2 separate regions of the Sus scrofa genome follow, and region 2 is linked to region 1. The links are chromatin contacts, called in public HiChIP or PLAC-seq maps. All regions are on one chromosome and are shown on one strand. Each heading gives the region's core, a stretch centred on a gene start, on an enhancer-like site or on the middle of the called end of the contact. The rest is flanking DNA. Distances are from core to core; before and after follow the strand shown. Region 1 has its middle 50 kb from the start of CHST3. Region 2 overlaps DNAJB12 (dnaJ homolog subfamily B member 12).

Evidence for each region. HiChIP or PLAC-seq counts read pairs in DNA pulled down with a chosen protein or histone mark.
Region 2: an H3K27ac HiChIP or PLAC-seq map of skeletal muscle shows a contact between it and region 1, with 3 times the contacts expected there. The contact joins two enhancer-like sites. A contact is called at or near these places in 2 of 2 datasets of contacts at active chromatin or transcription factors (alveolar macrophages and skeletal muscle).

What each region holds. Positions count from the first base shown.
Region 1 is chr14:74,898,084-74,904,288 of Sscrofa11.1, forward strand. No RefSeq gene overlaps it. Among named protein-coding and RNA genes, the nearest start is that of CHST3, 50 kb to the left of the region's middle. Within about 2 kb of position 4,213, at least 20 of the 83 cell types and tissues checked have an H3K27ac peak or open chromatin away from gene starts, as enhancers often do. A contact at or near this core is called in alveolar macrophages and skeletal muscle, where this site is marked.
Region 2 is chr14:75,171,246-75,177,997 of Sscrofa11.1, forward strand. DNAJB12 (dnaJ homolog subfamily B member 12) reads right to left here. Exons shown (of 9, transcript XM_013983329.1): 5 at 5,209-5,394; 6 at 5,014-5,093; 7 at 3,267-3,376; 8 at 1,494-1,666. Among named protein-coding and RNA genes, the nearest start is that of DNAJB12, 15 kb to the right of the region's middle. Within about 2 kb of position 2,281, at least 46 of the 83 cell types and tissues checked have an H3K27ac peak or open chromatin away from gene starts, as enhancers often do. A contact at or near this core is called in alveolar macrophages and skeletal muscle, where this site is marked.

The sequences.
Region 1 (6,205 bases), core at 2,963-5,462:
GAATGGTGATGAAGTTTAAGAGGCACTTGGAATAAACATTTTTTTAAACGGTTGTAAAAGACACATACATCACAGACGTTCCCATCATGCTCATTGGAAACAAATCTGACTAGAATCCATGAGGACACAGGTTTGATCCCTGGCCTCAGTCAGTGGGTTAAGGATCCGGCATTGCCATGAGGTGTGGTGTAGGTCGCAGATGTGGCTCGGATCTGACATGGCTGACACGGCTCCAATTCGACCCCTAGCCTGGGAACCTCCATATCCTGCAGGTGTGGCCCTAAAAAGCAAAAAAACAAAACAGGAGTTCCCGTCGTGGCGCAGTGGTTAACGAATCCGACTAGGAACCATGAGGTTGCTGGTTCGGTCCCTGCCCTTGCTCAGTGGGTTAACGATCCGGCATTGCCGTGAGCTGTGGTGTAGGTTGCAGACGCGGCTCGGATCCTGCGTTGCTGTGGCTCTGGCATAGGCCAGTGGCTACAGCTCCGATTAGACCCCTAGCCTGGGAACCTCCATATGCCGCGGGAGCGGCCCAAAGAAATAGCAAAAAGACAAAAAAAAAAACAAAAAACAAAAAACAAAAAACACACACACACACAAAAATCCACATCACATTTACTAATAATGATATTTGATACATTCATAGGGTACAACCATCACCACTATCTAGTTCTGGAACATTTTCATCACCCTAAATGGAAAGCCTCAGATGTCCTGGCAACCACAAATCTGCTGTCTCTATGGATGTGTCTATCCTGGACATTTCATGGACATGGACTCATACAATATGTGACCTCTTTTGTCTGGCTTCTTTCACTTAACATAATGTTTTCAAGGTTCATCCATGTGATAGGACGGATTAGGATGCCATTTCTTTTTCCGGCTAAGAGTTCATTGTATGGCTATACCACATTTCGTTTATCAGTTTGTTAGTTGATGGACCCTTGGGTTGTTTCCATCTTTTGGCGGTACTTTCATTTAACAACCATTTCCTGAGCTCCTACTATGACCCAGGCACTGTGCTGAGGACCTGCTCATTATTTATTACTCACCCCTCTGTACGCCTCGCCTCTGGGTAGAATTTTTCCCCATTTCACAGGTAAAGGAACTGAGGCTCAGCAGGGTTTAAGGAACTTGCTGAGCTAGAAAGTAGCAGAAACAGTTCAGCCCAACAAAGGGTGGCTGTGTGCCTGTAGTATGCCAGTCCCCACGTCGGGCTGCAGGGCATAGAAATAAAAGGCACAGTCTGTGCCCTAACAGACATTCCATGTCAGATGTGCCCAGCAGACTCAGTATCACTTCACTGGAAATTAATCAGTGACTCTGATGTATCTTAATCTGTAATCACTGTATCAATACATTCCTCATCAGGGAAAACTAAAACCCACCATCAGACCCCATATCCGTGTCAGTCCCTCCCCGCAAAGGACTGACAGGACTGCACAATTTGAAGTAGTTTGGGCCTCACTGGTTCAAGGGTAGTTACCAGCTCCATTCTGCCCTTGACAATGCAACAACTCAGTCCATATCTGCAGCGACAGCTCCCTGAGCTCTACTGGTGTCCTCAAGAGGCCCAGGACCTCACTGCAGCACAGTTCATCTTGGACACAGAAGCAGGATGGCCAGTCCTGTGGTGGATGTCCTGACTTCTCCATTGTCCTAGGAGAGCCCTGTGGTCATGTGGCCATGGGAGCAGAGTGGAGCCCTGTGGTCATGTGGCCATGGGAGCAGAGTGGAGCCCTGAAGACATCAGCAGGAGACAGCTCACTGGCTGACCCTGCCAAAACTTCTGGTCATTGAACTCTCTGGGACAGGATCCAGCAGAGAGGCACAGAGTGGTGGGGCCTGGATGGCTTGGCATCCAGTCCTCTGCATCTGTTCTCAGGGGCTGTAGGAGATTCAGTGTCTACCTCGGGAGCTGCTCACAGAGCCCTGGCAATGCCAAGTGCAACCTCTTGAAGAGTAAACTGAAGTGGAATTTAAGGGAGGTTGGGCACTTAAAGAGACAGCGATGCCATCATCTTTGCCAATATTAGACTCTGTGTATCAAGGAGGAGAAGAGTATGGAATCTGGAGCCTGATCTCAAATCCTGGCTCTGCCGGCTTCCTCACTGTGGGACCTTGGGCACAGTATTCAACTTGTCTGGGTGCTAGTTCCCTCATCTGTAAAATGGGGATGTGCATGGTATCTACCTAGGGGGCTGTTGTAAGGATTAAGTAAAATAACAGATGTAAGGGCCCTAGAGCATAGTAAGTGCTCATAAATGGTAGCTATTTTGTTAAGAGCCTGGTCAGAGGTGGGACTAAAGAAAGTAAAATGAAGTTCTAATGATTTAGCTTCCCAGAAATGACAAGACTGGTTGTGTCTTTTTGGGGGGTTTTTTGGTTTTGTTTTTTATTTTTTATTTGCTTTTTAGGGCTGCTCCCGCAGCATATGGAGGTTTCCAGGCTAGGGGTCGAATTTGAGCTGTAGCCGCCAGCCTACACCACAGTCACAGCAACATCAGATCCAAACTGGGTCTGCAACCTACACCACAGCTCAGGCAACGCCAGATCCTTAACCCACTGAGCAAGACCAGGGATCAAACCTGCATCCTCACGGATGCTAGGCAGATTTGTTTCCACTGAGCCACGAAGGAGGAACTTCTGGTTGTGTATTTAAGAACATGTTAAGCAAGTGTACATTTGTAATATTGTTCCCCACTCAAAATACCTCTCTCAAAACCCTCCAGATAGTCACAACTGGTATGATTTATTGAGCACGTACTATGTGCTGATAAGCACTGTGCCCAGTGCCTTCCATGCATTAGCTCCTTGGATAATCCTCCCAACCCTGTGAAATGGGTGCTTGATCATCGCCCATCTTCCTGATGAGGAAACCAAGGCTTGGAGAGGTGAACCCACCTTGGATCCAGGTTGCAAACCCATGCCTTTCTGCCTCAGAACACTGTGTGGACATGTGTATGCTTGGGGCCTTCAGCACCCTTGTCCTTCCTTGGTGACAGGACAATAAAAGGCACTTAACTGTTAGCCCAGTTGTCTCGGATCTTGGGCAATCCCTGCACATGTCATCTGCCTCTGTAAACAGTGCTTATGGGATCCTGGCCAAGAAAGAGGCAGCAGACCAGAGACTCTCTTTAGAACTTGGCTTTCAATGCCAGCAGGGCAGAGCAAGGCAGAGAAGCGTCACATGCGGAGTTGCTGGAGGAAAGATCTCCAGATACAAGCCCTCAATAAACATCAGCATAAAGCTCAAACTCGGCAGACAGCCAAGAAATGCAGACCAAAACAATAATGACCTCTTAAATTGGCGACAATTTTTAAAATTAGCAAAACCCAGTGCTGGCGAAGGTAGAGAGAAACTTCCATTCATCTGTTGGGAGAATTTAGAGGAAAGTTTGAGAATATACAAGAAACACCATAACATTTTTTCATATCCTTTCATCCAGCAAATCCAGCGCAGGCATTTATTCTAAGGAAATAACTGGGACTGAATGCTAAGATTTACTGTTTTAAAACATTAAACATTGTTTACGATAGTGAAAAACAAACAAAAAAACCCTCTAAGTGTTGAATACTAAGGAAGTGGTCAAATAAATTATGGTTTACGCATACAATGGGATACTCTACAGCCATTAAAATAACCATCCAGAAGACTTTTTATGACAGTTAAAGATGTTTAGGACATATAAGATAACAAAAGTAGTCTATAAAACTTCATTGACATAAAATATTCTCCATAATGTGAATATATTTGCCCAGAGCAGTGATCGGAAAAACATAAACCAAACTGCTGACAGTAAATTACTTATCTGAATTTTAAGCAGTTTCTTGAACAAACATGTATTCCTTTCATTCATCAGGATGCAACGCCATCCCTGATTCATGGGACCTCTCTGAGTTTCAGTTTTTAAGTACAAAGGAGGCTAATCATGACGTCAAAAGTGCTGCTCAGGGGTCTTTTAAGTGAAAAGAGAAGTGTGATGACCCCAATACAATGCCTCATGGTGATTTATCATCACCACTGCTGTTACGATGACAAATCATGTTTATCATTATTATTATGACTTGTGCAATTAGGAAGGAGAAAAGCCTTGGCCTTTGCCCACTTCCCCACCCAACTCGGAAAGCCACGCCTGCCAGCTGTCCCCCCACAGGGCTGGCGCTCCCTCTCGACTTCCTGCGGGGCCTTCAGCTCACGCTTGCCAGGACTCCTGTGTTCCGTCTTCCTTGCCCCTGTCCGCAGAGAGGAAGAAACAGCCCAGCAAACGCTGGCCTGCTGGCCCCAGAGTGAGACGTGGAAGTTTACAAAAACACATAAGCAAATGTTTGGTTTGGGAGGAGAGAGGGAGCAGAGGCTGCCCCAAGAAAAGGCGACTTTTCAGAAAGCGCTGGAGGAGACTGCCCTTCACCGCTGGGCCTCCTTCATCTCCTGTTTGTTTCTTCACTCGGTCCTGACCACCTCATTTGCTGTGAAGCATCTGGCCCCAATATGGGACTGATTTTAATAAATCTAAGACATCTCCCTTAGCCCAGCAGACTTGGAAGAAACTAAGGAGAAACCCCACGGGGTTGCCAGCAGAAGCCCTGAGCAGCAGAGACAGACAGGAAAGAGGCGGATGGGTAATAACCAAGTGAGGACCAGGGCGCGTCTGGGGCGCAAGGCGTGTACATGAGGCTGATGTGCTCAGCAATCAAATGGGATGGGCCCGAGAGCGATATTTGCCCCCAGGAGCCAATAGCAACCTCTAGCAAGCTTCCACCTGCCCTTGGTTTCTATTCTCTCCTGTAGATGCTAAGGAGGCAGGAGCTGGCTCATCAGGGTCACAGATTTCTCCAGATGCGGGGAAAGTGAATGGAGGGCATGTTGTGGCTGCTACCCTAGGCACACGCACGCTCACACACACACACACACACACACACACACACACACACACACACACCCTCCTTCCAGGCTGGGAAAGCAGAAGGTTATAGAGTTCTAGCCAGACTCCATCCTCTAGTTGCTTTAAAACCGAAAGTACACTGCAGTCCCTTCTGGTTGAAAATATCAATATGGTGTTCAATTCTCATGACTCCCAGACGAGACAGAGTGACAGTTGCTGGGTGGAGCATCAGGAAGCGCAGACAAGAACATCAGATTGAAAATGAAAGAAAGAAATGAATGGAAAAAAAAAAAAAAAAGCTGTGATTCCTAGAAATTCCCACTCCACCCACTTCCCACAACTCTTCTATTACTCCGAAATGAGAAATTAATTCCTCCAGGCTTGAGATTGTGAAGAATGTGCCAAAACCCAAGAAAAAGGCTTTATGTTTGCAGGGTGTGAACGTAGCTTAGCTGGAACTCACTAAGACACAGCTAATGGAGCCTGGGCTCCCCTTCTTTGCATTTCAGTAGATTCTCAAAATACAGTTCGTCCAGGATGTCCTGAGCAGGTCTGAGGCCTCTTCTGTATTGGTGTGAAGAATAGGACAGGGTGGGCAGCAATATTAATTGTGATGATAATTTTTGTCTTGTTCTCACTTATGTACAAAGAAGATGTTCTACGAACAGAAAGTCATGTCCCTTTTCCTCCTACAGGGAGGACAGCCCAGCTGCCCTAAGCCCAGCTGAACTCTGAACCTTAGCAAGGAGCCCATAAGCCACTGCTGAAGAGGCCACGAATCTCAACCCTTGCTTATACCACTTACTACAAAAATACAGAACTTTCCGGGAGTTTCCGTTGTGGTGCAATGGTTAATGAATCCGACTAAGAACCATGAGGTTGTGGGTTCTATCCCTGGCCTTGCTCAGTGGGTTAAGGATCCGGTGTTGCTGTGACCTGTGGTATAGGTTGCAGACATGCCTCGGATCCCGTGTTGTGGCTGTGGCATAGGCTGGTGGCTACAGCTCTGATTCGACCCCTAGCCTGGGAACCTCCATATGCTGCTGAAGCAGCCCAAGAAATGGCAAAAAGACAAAAAAATAACAACAACAACAACAACAAAAACAGAACTTCCTAAACTAACCCAGTGGTTTTCAACTCTAGACATGCATTTCAAAGCACCCACTGGTTCTCAAACTTTCTTTTTTCTTTTTTTTTTCTTTTGTCTTTTTGCCTTTTTCTAGGGCCGAACCCATGGCATATGGAGGTTCCCAGGCTAGGGGTCTAATTGGAGCTGTAGCTGCCAGTCTACACCACAGCCACAGCAACGCAGGATCCGA
Region 2 (6,752 bases), core at 1,031-3,530, 270 kb after region 1:
AACAGAGCCTGCTACCCACACACAAGCGTAAAGAAGCAGGAAGCCTGCTACCAGCACCTTTCATTTTTTCCCCACCCCTTCTGTGCTGAGGGCTCTCTGCTCAGCTCTGAACTCATGACCTTCTGTTTCCTTCCTCAGACCTCAGGTGAGACACCTGGGTGGGCCGGATGCCTGTGGCTTCCAGGCTTCCAGGTGCAGTGGCATTCAAAAGCACCTCTGATCCCACTAGACAAGGAGCAGCCTGGGGGTGTGCCCCCCCCCCTCGGCCTGCTGCCTGGCTGCCCCCCCTCTGGTTCCATTTCTTCTTGCCTAGAAGGACAGCGAAGAGGAAGGGCTCTTGATCCACTAGTTCCCCCATGGTTCAGGGGACGTGTGGGGCCTACTGCGGACCCAGCAATACTTGGTGGCCTTAATCCCAGGGCTCAGATTGATAGTCTGCTGTACTTGGGAACAGGCCATGGTGACTCGATGGCTGTAGACCAAGGAGGCATGAGTGGCCCTTAGCAGCAGCTTTGGGCTCCCCTTCCTCTCTGGCTCTTGGGCACCCCACAGCTCCAGAGTATGGAGTGCAGTGGGGTGGAAGAGTGCTAGAGGGTTGAGACAGACTATAGTTTCCCAGTGCATGCCAGAGCTGTCCCATCTTTGCACAGTGGAGGTCAAGCTGGGGACAGGGAAACTGTGCCATGATCACCAGGCTCCCTCCCTCCCTCCTCCTTCCACTCTCCTCTGCCTCATGACCAGGGCCGGAGCTGCCAGGAGTTGCAGGGCAGAGGCGGCCCTGGCTCATACTTGGACCTCGGTGGCACGGCTGGCCCAGGACTATCCATGCAGGGAGGCCTGCACCTCTGACAGTCGGTTACAGCTTGGGGTGCCCATCTTCTGTGCTTTGTGGTACATATCTGTGTCGCCAAAGTAGCGGGCCCGATACAGCAAGCCTTCCTCTGCAAAGCAATGGAGCAGGGTTAGGCTCACCCCTAAGGTGCTACAACACCTGCCTGGCCTGTGGGGGGACGGGGAAGGCAGTTCTAGGCCCAGGAGCTGGGGCAGAGCTGGCTTCCCTTTAGGGTAGACCCTGGACAAGGAAATATGGTCCCCCTTGGGAGCGGACTAGAGGCTCCTTTCTATGTAGTATAGTTGAGGCCAGCCAAGGAGAGAAAATGTCATCCTGGTCAGACCTCCCCGCTCCGGGTGCCAAAGATGGATCCAGATGCCCCATCAGTGGGTGGCCAAACGTGCTCCAATCTCCCTCTATACACTCACCCACGGCAAGCAAACAACGGGCTGACTGAAGTGATCTACGGCAAGTTGGAGGCAATCTCCAGGTGGCCCCTGGCTCCCATCCCCAGGGAAACATGGGGGTGGAGTCCAGCTCTTGGCTGGGACATGGCTGGCGCAGGGCAGCGCCAGGTGCTGGGCCCACACATCACTGGGTGAGCAGGGCTTTCTCCTTCCTTGCTCCAAGCTTTGCACCCCAAATACAGACACACACTCACTTTGCTGCTTTTCCTTCCAACAGTTGTTTCGGAGATTGGCAATATAGTCGTCTTCCACATTCCGTTCAACCATTTTGAGGCTGGAGCCTGTGTACTCTTCAGAGAATGTGTCTGCTACGTAGTAGACGACGTTCAGGTGGTCAGTGACCCGCTTGTGGACGTGGCCCACCGACCTGGACAGACATACACCAGGCACGAAGTGGGCTTGGGTCCCCAGGCCCTCAGGTCCTGACTGGGGTCTGCCAGAGGAGGTGCCATAGAGGCCACAGGAGTAGCTGCTTCCTTCCCAAACTAGAGCAGGAACTCCGCACTACCCCAGGGAGGGCCTGGAGAAAAGGCAGGGTATCCCTCCAGTACAAATGGCCCAGCCTACAGCAAGGCCCTGCTCAGGCTCACTGCTTACCACATGCTAACTGTGGCCTTTCTTGGGGGGAGGGGGTGCTGCTGAGGGAAGTCTGGATCCTGGAGTGAGTCCAGGCTTCACCTCTGACGAGCTATGTGACTTGAGATCCCTGTGCCTTCTTTTCCTCACTCATTCCTAGGCCAGTCGCATTGCTGAGGGCCTGCCTGGCTCCCCAAGAGCTCCCAGTCTAGAGTTACGAGGCTTAGGAACACAACGACAGGAGGAATTCCAAAGAATTGTACCCTTCCAGCTCTTGGATTCTTATCTTTCAGCTCCACCTGCAGGCTCTGGGAAAAACTTTAGCATGCAGACAGGAGTCAGTGCTTCAGTGAGCACAGCCCCTGCCTGCCTGCTGCTGCCTCTCAGCTCCCCAGCTGCAGAGAAAAAAGCTGGCATCAGGCCACAGAGCTGCTGCCCTGGCTGATGTGGGTCCAGTGGACCGACTCTGCCCCCTGCTGGTTGAGGGGGATCCTGCCAGGCTCCGAGGCAGAGCCTGGCCACTAGGTGGGGGCAGGGGCGCGGGGAGGGAGCTGATGCCTTAAAAGGTCAGATAACTTGCCCAAGTTCACCACTGGTGGTTAAGACCATATATTCATTCAACGAATGGTGTCAAGCATTTCTGATGAGCCTGGCACTTTATGTGTATACTCATTTAGTTTTCACAAGCAGGTAGATGCTATTTCCATTTTATAGATGAGGAAACCAAGGCTCAGAGAAGTTATGTAATTAGTCCAGGGTTCACAGCTGCTTAATTAGTAGAGGAGCCACTCTTACTCTTACTCTAAAGCCTCTGTTCTTGCCAGGGTCTCAAGGGCCCCCAATCAGATTGCAAGAGCAGAAGCTCTTAAGGCCAGTAGATAAAATGGGGAGAGTGTCACAAAGCCAATGAAATCATGCAAAATTGTGTGTGCCTGCAGTGTTCCAGGGAAAAGATCTGCAGGTTTCACTGTGTTTTCTTAAGAGACTGTGATCCTAAAAAGACCAAGAATCTGGAGTTCCCATTGTGGCTCAGTGGAAATGAGTCTGACTAGTATCCATGAGGACACAGGTTTGATCCCTGGCCTTGCTCAGCGGGTTAAGGATCTGGCGTTGCCATGAGCTGCGGTGTAGGTCACAAATGTAGACTGGATCTGGCGTTGTTGTGGCTGTGGCTCTGATTTCAATTCCTAGCCTGGGAACTTCCATATGCCACGAGTGCAGCCCTAAAAAGCCAAAAAAGTAAAAAAAAAAAAAAAGGAATTCCAACAGAGAAAGTCTATTTTCTTGATTCTGAGCAGCTTTCTATGCTGGATTTCAATGGGATGGATTTCATGGGGCCTGAGACCCCATGTCTACCCACCACCCGTCTCGCCCCAGCTACAGATACTCACGGCCTCAGGCTCAGACTATAGGGTGGACTGGAGACCATAAGCTGGCTGAGAGCTGACACGAGGATCAGGATGAGGATGGGCATCAGCTGGACAAACACCCCCAGCCCACCCTGGAGGGAAAAGCCAATGGTCACCCAAGCTGGACCTGGGAGAAAGTGCAACGCTAGCTGCAATTGCCACCAGCTCCCCCAGCACAACCGAGCTCAGGTGGCAGGAGCCAGCTGCCATGCAGACAGGTCACAGTGCCACTCTCTCCCCCTCCCTCCCACAGGTCCCCCAAATACATAAGCTCCTCTACCTGCCAGCTTCCTGAGATAAAACAAAGCAGCAACTGGGGTTAAAAATGGGTGGGAGGCTGGCATATGTGTTTATTTGTGAGAGAATATTCCCCCAAATGAGCACAAGTGTCTGCCTCCAAAAGAATGGGTGGCAGGGCTGGAGGGAGACTTCCATTACATGTACTTTTTTTGATTTTTGAACCATATGACTATATTATCAATTTAAAGATTGCCAGTTAAGGAGTTCCCGTCGTGGCTCAGTGGTAACTAATCTGACTAGAATCCACAAGGACACAAGTTTGATCCCTGGCCTCACTCAGTGGGTTAAAGATCCTGGCATTGCTATGAGCAGACATGGCTCAGATCTGGTGTTGCTATGGCTGTGGTGTAGGCCGGTGGCTGTAGCACAGATTCAACCCCTAGCTTGGGAACCTCTATATGCCACAGGTGCGGCCCTAAAAAGTCAAAAAAAGTCAAAAAAAAAAAAATTTCCAGTTAAGAAATTATAAATAAAAATTAATAAATTTGTTCATTGTGTGATAATTTGTGACTTATAAACTCTTTTGGGAGATCCCATTGCGCGACAGAAATGAATCTGACTTGGAACCATGAAGTTGCGAGTCTGATCCCTGGCCTTGCTCAGTGGGTTAAGGATCCGGCATTGCCGTGAGCTGTGGTGTAGGTCACAGACATGGCTCGGATCCAGCGTTGCTGTGACTGTGGTGTAGGCCAACAGCTGTAGCTCTGCTTGGACCCCAGCTTGGGAACCTCCACATGCCGTGGGTGCAGACCCCCCAAAAAACAAAAAAAAACCACACAAAACTCTCTTTTATGCTAAATACACACAAAATAAGTTTAAAAAGTGAATAAATAAAAACAGGAGGCCACAATGACAGAGCTAAACGGAACCCCTCAGCCTGCCATAACTTTAAATGCTTTGCCATTGTCCACAGTATTTTAATCTTAACTGTTTTCATTTTGGTCAGCCAGCTATTCTTATGTGTAGCATTCAAAACAGGTTTGAGGCATTGTCTTCTTGTACATTTTTTGTACACATTTTTCAAGGGTGGTGAAAAGAAGCAAGAAGACCCAGCTCTATGTTGTCATCCTTTACAATTCTCTCATTGACTTTCCATTGCTTGGAAAATGTCACTTTGGCCTTAAGAACAAATGGACCTCACAAAGGCATTCACACTGGAACCTGTCTGCAGGGAGAGGAGTTTCTGCATGACATCTGATTACAGAGGCCTCAAACCCCTACTCCCTTTGGGGGTGATGTGGAGTGTGGCTCCCTCTGGGGTTGCTCAGAAGAATGCCAGGGGCACCAAGGGGGCTTCCAAGTGAGAACTGTGAGGGCAGTGCTGCTTCGGAACACTCAGCCAGGGATGTCACTACCCAGCCCAGGCCTCACCCACTTGGGTGGGACCAGGCACCCTCCCTGTCCTCCCCCCAGCACCCTCCTCACTCACGTCACCCTGGTTCTCCCTGCGGTCCTGCCTTTGATGGTATGCGTAGCGCATGCGGCCGTTGCTGTAGACATGGACGTTACCTGGGGGTCAGAGGCGCTGAGTCAGGAGTGGGGTTGCTGGGAAAGGGAGAGGCTGGCATCCAGTCTCCCAACATCACTACCAGGGAGACCTGGCTGTGGGAGTTGGGGGACTTACTAGATGGGAAGCCACCTCCAAAAAACATGTTGAAGAGGTCTTCAGGGGAGATGTCGGCCTCAAAGCCACGATGGAAGTCCCCATGCCCATGGCCCTGTCGGGCTGCCTGGCTCTTGTCATCACCGAACTGGTCATACTGCTTCCTTTTCTCTGGGTTGCTGAGTACTGCATACGCTGTGCCGATGGCTAGAAAGGAGGGAGAAAGGTCAGGTCTGAGGATGCTGGGGCTGCTAGTGGAGGCGCCTGTGGTGGTTGAGGGCTCGCTTCCTTCAGTACTCAAATAACGCTCTCGGGAGAAGTCCTTGGGGCCACTGGTAAACCTGGTCATTGGGCAAGGGTGAGTGAGTGAGAGTGTGTGTGTGTGTGTGTGTGTGTGTGCTGGGGGAGAGGGGGGTCTTGGGGGGAGGGCGAGGGGCGGGCATGCAGGAGTACCCCTAAGTGAATCTGGGTAGCCTGGGCTGGGTAGAGGATTAGTACACAGGCTCCTTACTCTCTACCCTATGACGACTCTCCAATTCTCCCTATGCCACAGGCCCTTTACAGGCATTATCCTCTTTACTCCTAACAGCGCATCTCCATTTTACCAATGAGAAAGCCGAGGCTCGGAGAGCTTAAGTGCAAGTTCACACAGGTCTCATGCTGTAGAGCCAGGAATCAAACCCAGGTGTGTCTTCAAGCCTGCTCACTGACTTTATGAAAAAAACCACCAAAACGCCCCCTTCTCATTCCTCTCTCTTAAGGTGTCCAGTGGGATGGGGCAACCCTTTCTGGAATCTTGAAGTCATAGCAAGACACGGAGGCCAAACAAACACGGCATGTGTGTTGTAAACTGGAGAGCAGGAACTGCTGGGACGCCAAGTCCCCAGGTTCTCGTCAACACTCCACTGCTGGTAGTGTGGCCTGGGAAAGCCCTCTCTTCCCTAGGGTCCAGGTTCCAGCTGCTGTTCCTTGGCCCCAGTCTGCCCTCCACCCCCCATTAGAGCTCCCCAGGTGAGAAGCCTGTGCCCTGAAGGCCCTCTCTGGGGTCTTGCTCCTTCTGCAGTGGCCCACTATCTCAGAGGAGGAGATCAAAGCTGCATCTGCTTCAGAACCTGCAACCCCTGAGAAGAAAGAGAATGGCCCTCCTCCTCCTGTTCCAACAGGGCCCCAAGGCCAAGTGCAGCCTCTTAGCGCCGGTCCGGGCAGGCTGCAGGCAGAGGTCAGGGCTGGGGAAACATTAACCACCAGCTACCTTGCCTCCCCACTGCCATTCTCTTTCTCCCTCTGGGGCTGGTGGACAGGCAGTGGGGGAAGGGGGGGAATACCTGCAGACTGCCCCCCTGGAGACCAGCCCCACGCAGCCTGGAATGGAGCACCTGAGGTGGCCCAGGCAAGGCCCACCAGGATGGGGTCTGCTCTGCTACAGGCTTCCCACCTGGCTATGGTCACATTGCACAGCTCCCAGCTTGGGCTAGGTGGGGCTGGTCACCATGCTATTGCCCAGAGGGAAGTGAGCCTAAGATCCTAAAGGTCCCAGTGAGGACAAGGTGGGCATGAGAGAAGAG